Regions from separate parts of the Mus musculus genome. Here region 2 is linked to region 1. Evidence: chromatin contacts called from public HiCAR-type data. All regions are on one chromosome and are shown on one strand. Each heading gives the region's core, a stretch centred on a gene start, on an enhancer-like site or on the middle of the called end of the contact. The rest is flanking DNA. Distances are from core to core; before and after follow the strand shown. Region 1 holds the start of 1700034H15Rik (RIKEN cDNA 1700034H15 gene). Region 2 holds the start of A730013G03Rik (RIKEN cDNA A730013G03 gene).

Region 1 (4,352 bases), core at 1,188-3,687:
CTATATAGGCAGGCTGGGAGAAAGTTTGAAGCTGTGCTTCCCACTTTGTGCGCATGGGGTGACTACTGGAGTTCCAGAGTCCAATCTAAGCCCTGCTATCATGCTTATTCAAATTCAGCATCTCAAAGTGGATTTCACTGTTTTCCCATTTCCCAAGAAATGCCACTTAAGGCAGGATTTCCCTCACCGGCTTCGAAACATACCTGTTAATCCTCCCCTTTAGCTCTCTTGCCGCCCAATACCCAGTCCGTCACCAGGTTCTATTTATTCTCTTACCCGCCTAGCTTTCCAGTCTGGGTGCTGGGATGAGAACAAGGTGTACAAAGTGAGAGGCAATCTTGGAATAGGATTTTCCGCTGAGCGGTGGTGGCGAACACCTTAATCCCAGCACTCAGAAGGCAGAAGCAGCTGTATCTCTGAGTTCAAGGACAGCCTGGTCTAAAGAGGGAGTTCCAGCACAGCCAGGGTTTACTCACAGAAACTGTTCAGAAAAGCCAAAAGGAAATTTTTTTCATGCAAAAGAACACAGTGGGCCATGAATATCTCAATGCAATAGCTGGTACCCAGAGGGTCCTTCGAAAGGCAGGTTTGGCGACTCAACAGAGGCCTCTCTGATGATTATAGCCTCCATTGGGGTGTGGGGGGCTTTACCCACATAGATGTGCACACATCCACTGTTCTCGCTTGGAGGACGAACTCCATAGAGTTTTAGCCAACTCAGCAAGGGTGTTTGGTTCCTCGTGCCTCCCCACCATCTTCTTTTGTATTCTGGTCGCCCCTCCCCCTCCAAACAGCCCACACAAGGGTTCGGAGGTTTAAAAACCTATAAATAGTGTGAAATCACAGAGCCTTGGAATTTTAGCTAGAAGGAAGCAGAAGAGTTCCACTTGCCCAACCCTTCCCTGTATTGATGAAGAAACAGGTGTAGCGAGATTAGGTGACTTGCCCAAGTCACGCAGCAGGCTCCCGCCCCAAGTCAGCACTCCACACTTTAAGAGTGTCAGCGACAAGCTGACTTCACACGGTTGCCCTGGGGAGGGGTGGGGGGTGGCCGTGCGGGTGACCCCTGGATGGAAAGTGTTCCTGAGGCTAAGGTTGTGCTGCTAGCAACCAGTTCCTAACTCAGCTCCTCACTCGGCCGCGGCCGCGCCCCCGCCGCCGTCCGCACAGCCCACACTCCCCGCCCCTCCTGGGCGCCGACCTGTCACCCAGCCGCCCCCACGTGCACCCAGCTCCCAGGATCAAAGTCTGGGGCGGCCGGGCCGGCAAAGGGGAACCGCGGCCCGGAACCCGCACCGCGGGAAGCGGCAACTGCTCACTGCGCCCCAGGGCTCGGCGCCACCGCCCTGCCGCCTGCCCACCGCTGCACGCGGCCCGCGCCCACCCTCCCCCGTACCGCCCGCCGCTGCACCCGGCCGCGGCCCCCGGCCCACGCCCGGCTCCCCAGTGCACAGGCCCCGCCCCCAGCTCCCGCGGCCGCGCCCCGCCCCCTCCCGCCCCTCCGCCGCGCTAGCCAATAGAGGCCGAGGAAGGGCGGGACGCCGGGGCTGTCGTGAGGCAGCTCTGGCCAATGGGGAGGCGAGCCGGGCCTGGGGGGCGGGGCACCGGGGCCTTGTCACGCTCGGGTCCGTGTGAAAACGGGGGTTCCGAGTGCAAAGCAAAGTTTTTTTGTAAACCGTCTGCAAAGGAGGGGGGGCGAAGACGGCGGACGCCTCCGGGCCGAGCGCAGTCGCCGCGGACGCCGTCTCCCGAGCGCTTCGGTCCGATGCTCGGCAGCCCCTCGGCACGCAGTGGCCCGCCGCGCCCTCCGCCTCGCCAGCCCAGCCGAGCGCCGGCGCTTGAGTAGCTGCGCGGCCGGCGGTTTCCCCACAGCGCCGCTCCCGTTCCCGCGTCAGCGCCGAGCCTCAGGCCGCCGCCATGGGCTGCTGGGGCCGCAACCGCGGCCGGCTGCTGTGCATGCTGCTGCTGACCTTCATGTTCATGGTGCTGGAGGTGGTGGTGAGCCGGGTGACCGCGTCGCTCGCCATGCTGTCCGACTCCTTCCACATGCTGTCGGACGTGCTGGCGCTCGTAGTGGCGCTGGTGGCCGAGCGCTTCGCCCGGAGGACTCACGCCACGCAGAAGAACACGTTCGGCTGGATCCGCGCTGAGGTGATGGGCGCACTGGTGAACGCCATCTTCCTCACGGGGCTGTGCTTCGCCATCCTGCTGGAAGCCGTCGAGCGCTTCATCGAGCCGCATGAGATGCAGCAGCCGCTCGTGGTGCTGAGCGTCGGCGTGGCGGGGCTGCTGGTCAACGTGCTGGGGCTCTGTCTGTTCCACCATCACAGCGGCGAGGGCCAGGGCGCGGGCCACGGCCACTCGCACGGCCACGGCCACGGCCACCTCGCCAAGGGCGCGCGCAAGGCGGGCCGCGCGGGGGTCGAGGCGGGCGCGCCGCCGGGCCGGGCGCCGGACCAGGAGGAGACCAACACGCTGGTGGCCAACACCAGCAATTCCAACGGGCTGAAGGCGGACCAGGCAGGTGAGCGCCACAGTGTTCGGGACAGGCGCCCCCTGGCGACCGCGGTGGGTGCCACGCCCCGCGCCCAGGTGCGCGGTGGTTTCGTGCCCACTGAACAAGTTTGATAATGATGTGCTGGGGGTGTGTGGGCCCTGGTTAAAGGCGGCCTTTGTGAACGGGAGTGTGTGTTTCCCTGAACCGACCACCTAATCCGGAAAATCACTGTTTAGGGACCTGCCAAGGCACGTTGCACCCTCACCTCCTCGGGTTGGCATAATGGTGCTCGACCCAGTGGTGATGTATTACTCTCGTGGTTTTAACGAGCGTTTTTCATCTTGAGCACGTGTGCTTGATGGTAATTTGGAAGGTAAGTGTTGAAAAGAAATGAGAAAGAACCTACCACCCTCGATGTTAACATTGTGTGTATCTTCCAGTTTTTCTTGCCACTTGTATCTGGTTAGGTTACTTACGGAGGCAGCTTACCTTCTCCAATGCATAGGAACATGTTTGGAAGTTCAGGTGGTGCGTGGGAAAGGAGAAAGAGAAGCTCCTCAGGTGTGCCCTCTGACGGGAACTTTCAGGTTACTTAGTGATTGTTGACTTCCAACTTTGTTGATAGCTTCAGGTTGTTTTGTTGGTTTGTTTTTGGTTCCTCTAGACGGGTTTCTCAGGATAGCCCTGGCTGTCCTGGAACTCACTCTGTAGGACAGGCCGGCCTCAAACTCACAGATTACCTCCTGCATGTCTCTCTGGGGTCAAGGCCTGCACCCCCAGCAATAGACCCAGGTTGTTGATTTGTCAGTTTGTGAACCCTTCTACAAAGACGCTATGTTTTATGTTCTTGACGATGATTTTACGTTAGAGCTGCTTTTCTCAGTCTGTCTAGTGCCACTGACAGAGACCCTCACATCAGGTTTGTTCCTGTCAGAGGACATCCCTTCAGTGATGCTTACTGATTGCCTAGAGTTTTGTTTCTCTTGTATGTTTCAGAGAGGTGACGCAGTGTTTACACGACCCCATCCCAGCAGTGAGGGCAGGTGAGAGGTGGGAAGGAACAAGGAGCAGTAGCCCAGTGACACAGTGGACTCTCCGCTGTTGGGTACTGGCGGGACCCAGGGCTAGCTCACTGTGGGTTGCTCTCAGCACACTGTCATTGTCACAGCTTTATGAAACAAGTTTAAACTCACTCACTGCCAGACAAGATGTTTCTGTGGACACTTTAAATGTGCTTAGTGAAAATTGTATTGTTTTGTTGTAGAGCCAGAAAAATTGAGAAGTGATGACCCAGTGGATGTACAAGTAAATGGGAATCTCATCCAGGAGTCTGACAATCTGGAAGCGGAAGACAACAGGGCTGGGCAGCTGAATATGCGAGGAGTGTTTCTGCACGTCCTTGGAGATGCCTTGGGCTCCGTGATCGTGGTCGTGAATGCCTTGGTCTTTTACTTTAACTGGAAGGGTTGTACTGAAGACGACTTTTGTACGAACCCGTGTTTTCCTGATCCCTGCAAATCGTCTGTAGAGATAATTAACAGCACCCAGGCCCCGATGCGTGACGCTGGCCCATGCTGGGTGCTCTACCTAGACCCAACCCTTTGTATTATAATGGTTTGTATACTTCTGTACACGACTTACCCATTGCTCAAGGAGTCTGCTCTCATTCTTCTACAAACTGTCCCTAAGCAAATCGATATCAAACACTTGGTGAAAGAGCTTCGAGACGTTGACGGCGTTGAGGAAGTCCATGAGCTACATGTCTGGCAGCTGGCGGGAAGCAGGATCATCGCCACTGCCCACATAAAATGTGAGGACCCCGCTTCCTACATGCAGGTGGCCAAGACCATTAAAG
Region 2 (3,988 bases), core at 530-3,029, 930 kb after region 1:
ATAGCTACTTGAACTGTAGTGAACTGTGCTGAGTCACTAACCACCGAGAGCTTACATCCCAGCGGTAAAGAGGGAACGTGGTCCTGGGTGGTGGCCCCAGGGGCCCAAGCCCCCTTGAAAGTGTTCGAAGGCATGGGGAACACATTCTGAGAACCCGGCCCTGTGGATGACACGGAGCTTCGAGATGACATAGCCGGACGGCTGATCTCAATCACTCTCCTCCCTGTGGGGAGACGCTCAGCCAGTCTGCAGTAGAGTTCATCGATGCCTGGCTCCCGCCAGGAGCAAGCGTGCAGCCAAGTGACCGCGGAGGCGCTGAGGTGCACATCGGTTCTGGAGCCCAGGTTCCCGCCACAGCGCTTCCTCTGCCTGCTTCTCACCCTCCAGGGACCACCCAGCTGCCACAGCTGCGAGAGGCCTATGGAGGGCTCGCCCTTTTGTCCAAACCCCATGGCAAGATGGGATTTGGAGGGGACCGGGACACGCGAAGAGGGGGTCACCGAGGTAGAGCGCAAGGGGCCGAGCGTATCTGGGCCCTGTCCGCTTTTCGAGTTGCGAGTTGCGGGTCCTGCTGAGCCTTGACTTCCTTTTACAGTCCCCACAGGAGACCTCCAGGGGCCTCGGAGGCCTGGCAGTAGTCTAAACACAGCGATTTGTTTTTTATCTGTCTATCCATCTGTCTGCCTATAGTTCAGTTGAGCTTTCCCATCTTTCTTCCCATGGGCTTTTAGCAATAAGCGAGGTGAGGCTGTCCAGTCGAAAGCTTGCAACAGAAGCATTAAGCAGGAATGTGTCCTTGACCCTCTGAGCCAGGGGAGACGAAGGCCAAGCTCTAAAGCCTCAAACTCGAGGGCTCCCGGTAGGGCCCTGGCCTCTCGCTCTGGTCCTTGGTCGGGGTCAGGGCGCGCCCTGGGGTGTCCAGCCCGGGACAGATAGAACCAGTGCTGACGCTTCTGTCAACTGTTGGAGGCCTAGGCCAAGCCAAAAAGGTCTGGAGTATAGAGTGAGGCCTGGCCCGGGGAAAGTTCCCCTGGTAGTTCCGAGGTGTGGACCCGGCTGAGAACAGGCGATGAAAGTTAAAAGGACTGTGGTTTCAAAGAAGGCCAATCTGGACGCTAGGATGCTGAGCGCGTGAGTGCCCAACCTCTGCAGGTGAACTGAGGCAGGGGCATCAGCATCCCAGGCCTGGGGACGCAGTCCCAGGCAGGCGCGCACCCGCATGCACGCACATGCACACGGCGTCACCGACATACGCCTGCACCCACTGTCTGTGCCTCGCGAGGCCTGCTGCCCCGGTGCACGACAGCCGGCGACCGCGCGCTCCTCCAGCCCCGGGCGCTCTGCAGAGCCCCCGCCCGGCCGCGCGGCGCTCGCTCCGGCTCTTTGTTATGTTAATTCCCTTCCCAGCTGGTGCCAGCTGCCTGCACAATGGGCGCCCGGAGCCCCGCCAGCCCTCGCCAGCCCGTGAGTGGGGGCGGGGAGGACCGTGCACCCTATGTGGATGGGGCGGGCTAGTCCCGCTGAGTGAACGCTGCGGGGCGAGCAGCACCTCCCCCCATGCCGGCGAAACCGCGCTTCTGAGGCCTGCGGAGCGAGCTCTGATGCTTTCCAGTCGCCGGGACTGCCTGCCCTCTAGGTGCCAGGGCTGGATGGAAAGTAAAAGGCTTCTGGGCGGCTCCAGACCCGTGAGGATGAAAGAGGACAGCCGCTTCCAGACCACACAGCTAATCCCGCCATAAACCTCGAGTAAATACCGGGAGAGAAGGAGCAGGCCCGCTACAGATGTGGAGTGCAGCCTCCGGGGATCCCCAAATTAAAACCCGGGCAGGAGAGGCACTTGGACCACCACCAAATGACACTAATTGGGTTATGGGACCATAATCTTAGCTGGTAAGAAAAAAATCCAGTTACAGTCACAGCTGCAAGGACTGTCTTCATAAAGCTGCAGAGGGAACGCGGGCTTTTTTTTATTACGCATAAACATGAGGAAGAGGCTCAGGGTCCCCGCCTGCATGGTGCGGAGAGGCGAAGGACTTTTGTGCCGGGAGCAGCAGCGCTACATGCCTGGCTGGCTCCGGGTGTGCAGGGCTAATGGGCTGGGAGTGGATGGGGTAATGTATTGAGCTGGGGAGCAAATCTGCCTGCAGGAATGTAGTTCCAGGATAGGAGAACAGTCATGGGCAGTGCGAGCGCGTGCAGGCGCGCGCGCACCCTTCCCCCCTCCCCCTACACACTTGGTGGGGAGAACAGATTAAACGATACTAGAATGACTGAGTTAAGCTTAGATCTATAATAACTGGAGTTGTAAGCCGGGCAGTGATGGCGCACGCCTTTAATCCCAGCACTTGGGAGGCAGAGGCAGGCGGATTTCTGAGTTCGAGGCCAGCTTGGTCCACAGAGTGAGTTCTAGGATGGCCAGGGCTACACAGAGAAACCCTGTCTCAAAACAAAACAAAAAAATAGTAGTAGTAGTAGTAGTAATAATAATAATAATAACTGGAATTGTGAATGAATTCTTACAACTTCCATGTCAAGAAACACTCACATGGACAAATGATCGGGGTTGCTTTAGGATTCTTCAGTGACAATTTCCAACAGCGACCCATGCCACCCTCATTGTGTATAGCCATCTTGTCTAAAGCCAGTGAAGGTCAGGCTGCCTGCAGGCTCTTACTGGTTTGAATTATAGCCATGGAAAAATAGATCTTTTTTTCCTTCAGCTGTTGGTTTTTCAAACTGTGAGAAGCAAGAGTTTGGAGCTGGCCAGCCTGGTGTCCCTGGGCAAGCTAAGAGTTTCCTTTATCTGGCATCCTCAATCACTGGCTTCGGTCACCCTTAGGAGCCACACAAGGAAGGAAAAGACAGCAGACCCTCATCTGAGACTCCAGTCACCCTTGGCCCCCAGATGCACATAGCCTCCAGGTGTGCCAAAGTGGCCAAGAGGTAGAAGGTTGACAAGGTGCAACATTTAGTCAGAGGTCTTCCTGAACCACCTATGGGCCTGTAAGGTTACTCCAAGAAACCCACTGGTTCAACAAGCTGGACGATTCCTGGGAGGAATCGTTTCCTTGGCTTGTTGATAGACAGGCATATCTCTAGGACTCTCTGGGAAAACCTGCCACTGACTGACTGGTGTTCTGGCTCCTCCATGACTCTCAGTGGATACAAATTGCAGGTATTCCTAGAGTCTCATTCCTGGGGCTGGTGGTACAGCGGGAGATCTCTCTTGATTCTGAGACGTCCCAGGGTTACCGTGATGTAGCACTGGAGACTCCAGCATTAAACTCCGGTGGTTGCTTTCCCAGTTCCCTCCAGTTACAGGGCCTCTGTTTTTTTGCTCTCAAGCCCTACCAATCATCAAGCCCCAAGAGAGGTATGCCTCACCTAGGGAAAATTATTCAGCTGAGAAACAAAGAGGTGAAATGTGATTTTTTGAATGGCATACCACTATCCTGAAGTCATCAGTTGGGCTGAGTTTAAAGATGACACGCCCAAAAAAGGATGAGACTCTGAAATAAGGAACACCAACCATATGATCTGCTATCAAAACTTCCCTCTTAGAAGTGGAAACCATGGTGTTGTGGTGTAGCTCAATTGGCAGAGTGCTTGCCTGGCATGTGTAAACCCCTGGGTTTGGTCCCGGCATGATATAAACCATAACCAGGTGTAGCAGTACATGTCTGTAATTCCAGGAGACGTAGAGATGGGAGGATCAGAAGTTCAAGGCCATTCTCAGGTACACACTGAGTTCCAGTCTGGGCCACAATGACTGTCTCAAAAAGAAAAACAAAAATAAATGACAATAAAAACAGTGCAGAAAATACCCTAGTTCCTTCGTCATAGGGTGGGGTCTCGGAGTTCTGTTTCAAATGCTGCTTTCATCTCTCCTGTGAGTTACAGGCACACAGGAGGACTGGGCTTAAATCATCTAAAGAGTTTAACTTAGCACCATATTTTGGTGGGAATTTTCTTCCCCTGAATAAAGACT

What was found. HiCAR-type assays count read pairs that join an accessible place to other places.
Region 2: a HiCAR-type map of astrocytes shows a contact between it and region 1, with 2.7 times the contacts expected there. The contact joins the promoter of A730013G03Rik here to the promoter of 1700034H15Rik in region 1. A contact is called at or near these places in 2 of 115 datasets of contacts at active chromatin or transcription factors (astrocytes and a beta-TC-6 cell line).

What each region holds. Positions count from the first base shown.
Region 1 is chr1:191,905,090-191,909,441 of GRCm38.p6, forward strand. It overlaps 1700034H15Rik (RIKEN cDNA 1700034H15 gene), which reads right to left and starts at 2,438. Exons shown (of 5, transcript NR_030669.1): 1 at 1,971-2,438. Slc30a1 (solute carrier family 30 (zinc transporter), member 1) reads left to right here and starts at 1,692. Exons shown (of 2, transcript NM_009579.3): 1 at 1,692-2,524; 2 at 3,762-4,352. The coding sequence starts at 1,918.
Region 2 is chr1:192,833,434-192,837,421 of GRCm38.p6, forward strand. A730013G03Rik (RIKEN cDNA A730013G03 gene) reads right to left here and starts at 1,780. Exons shown (of 1, transcript NR_155503.1): 1 at 1-1,780.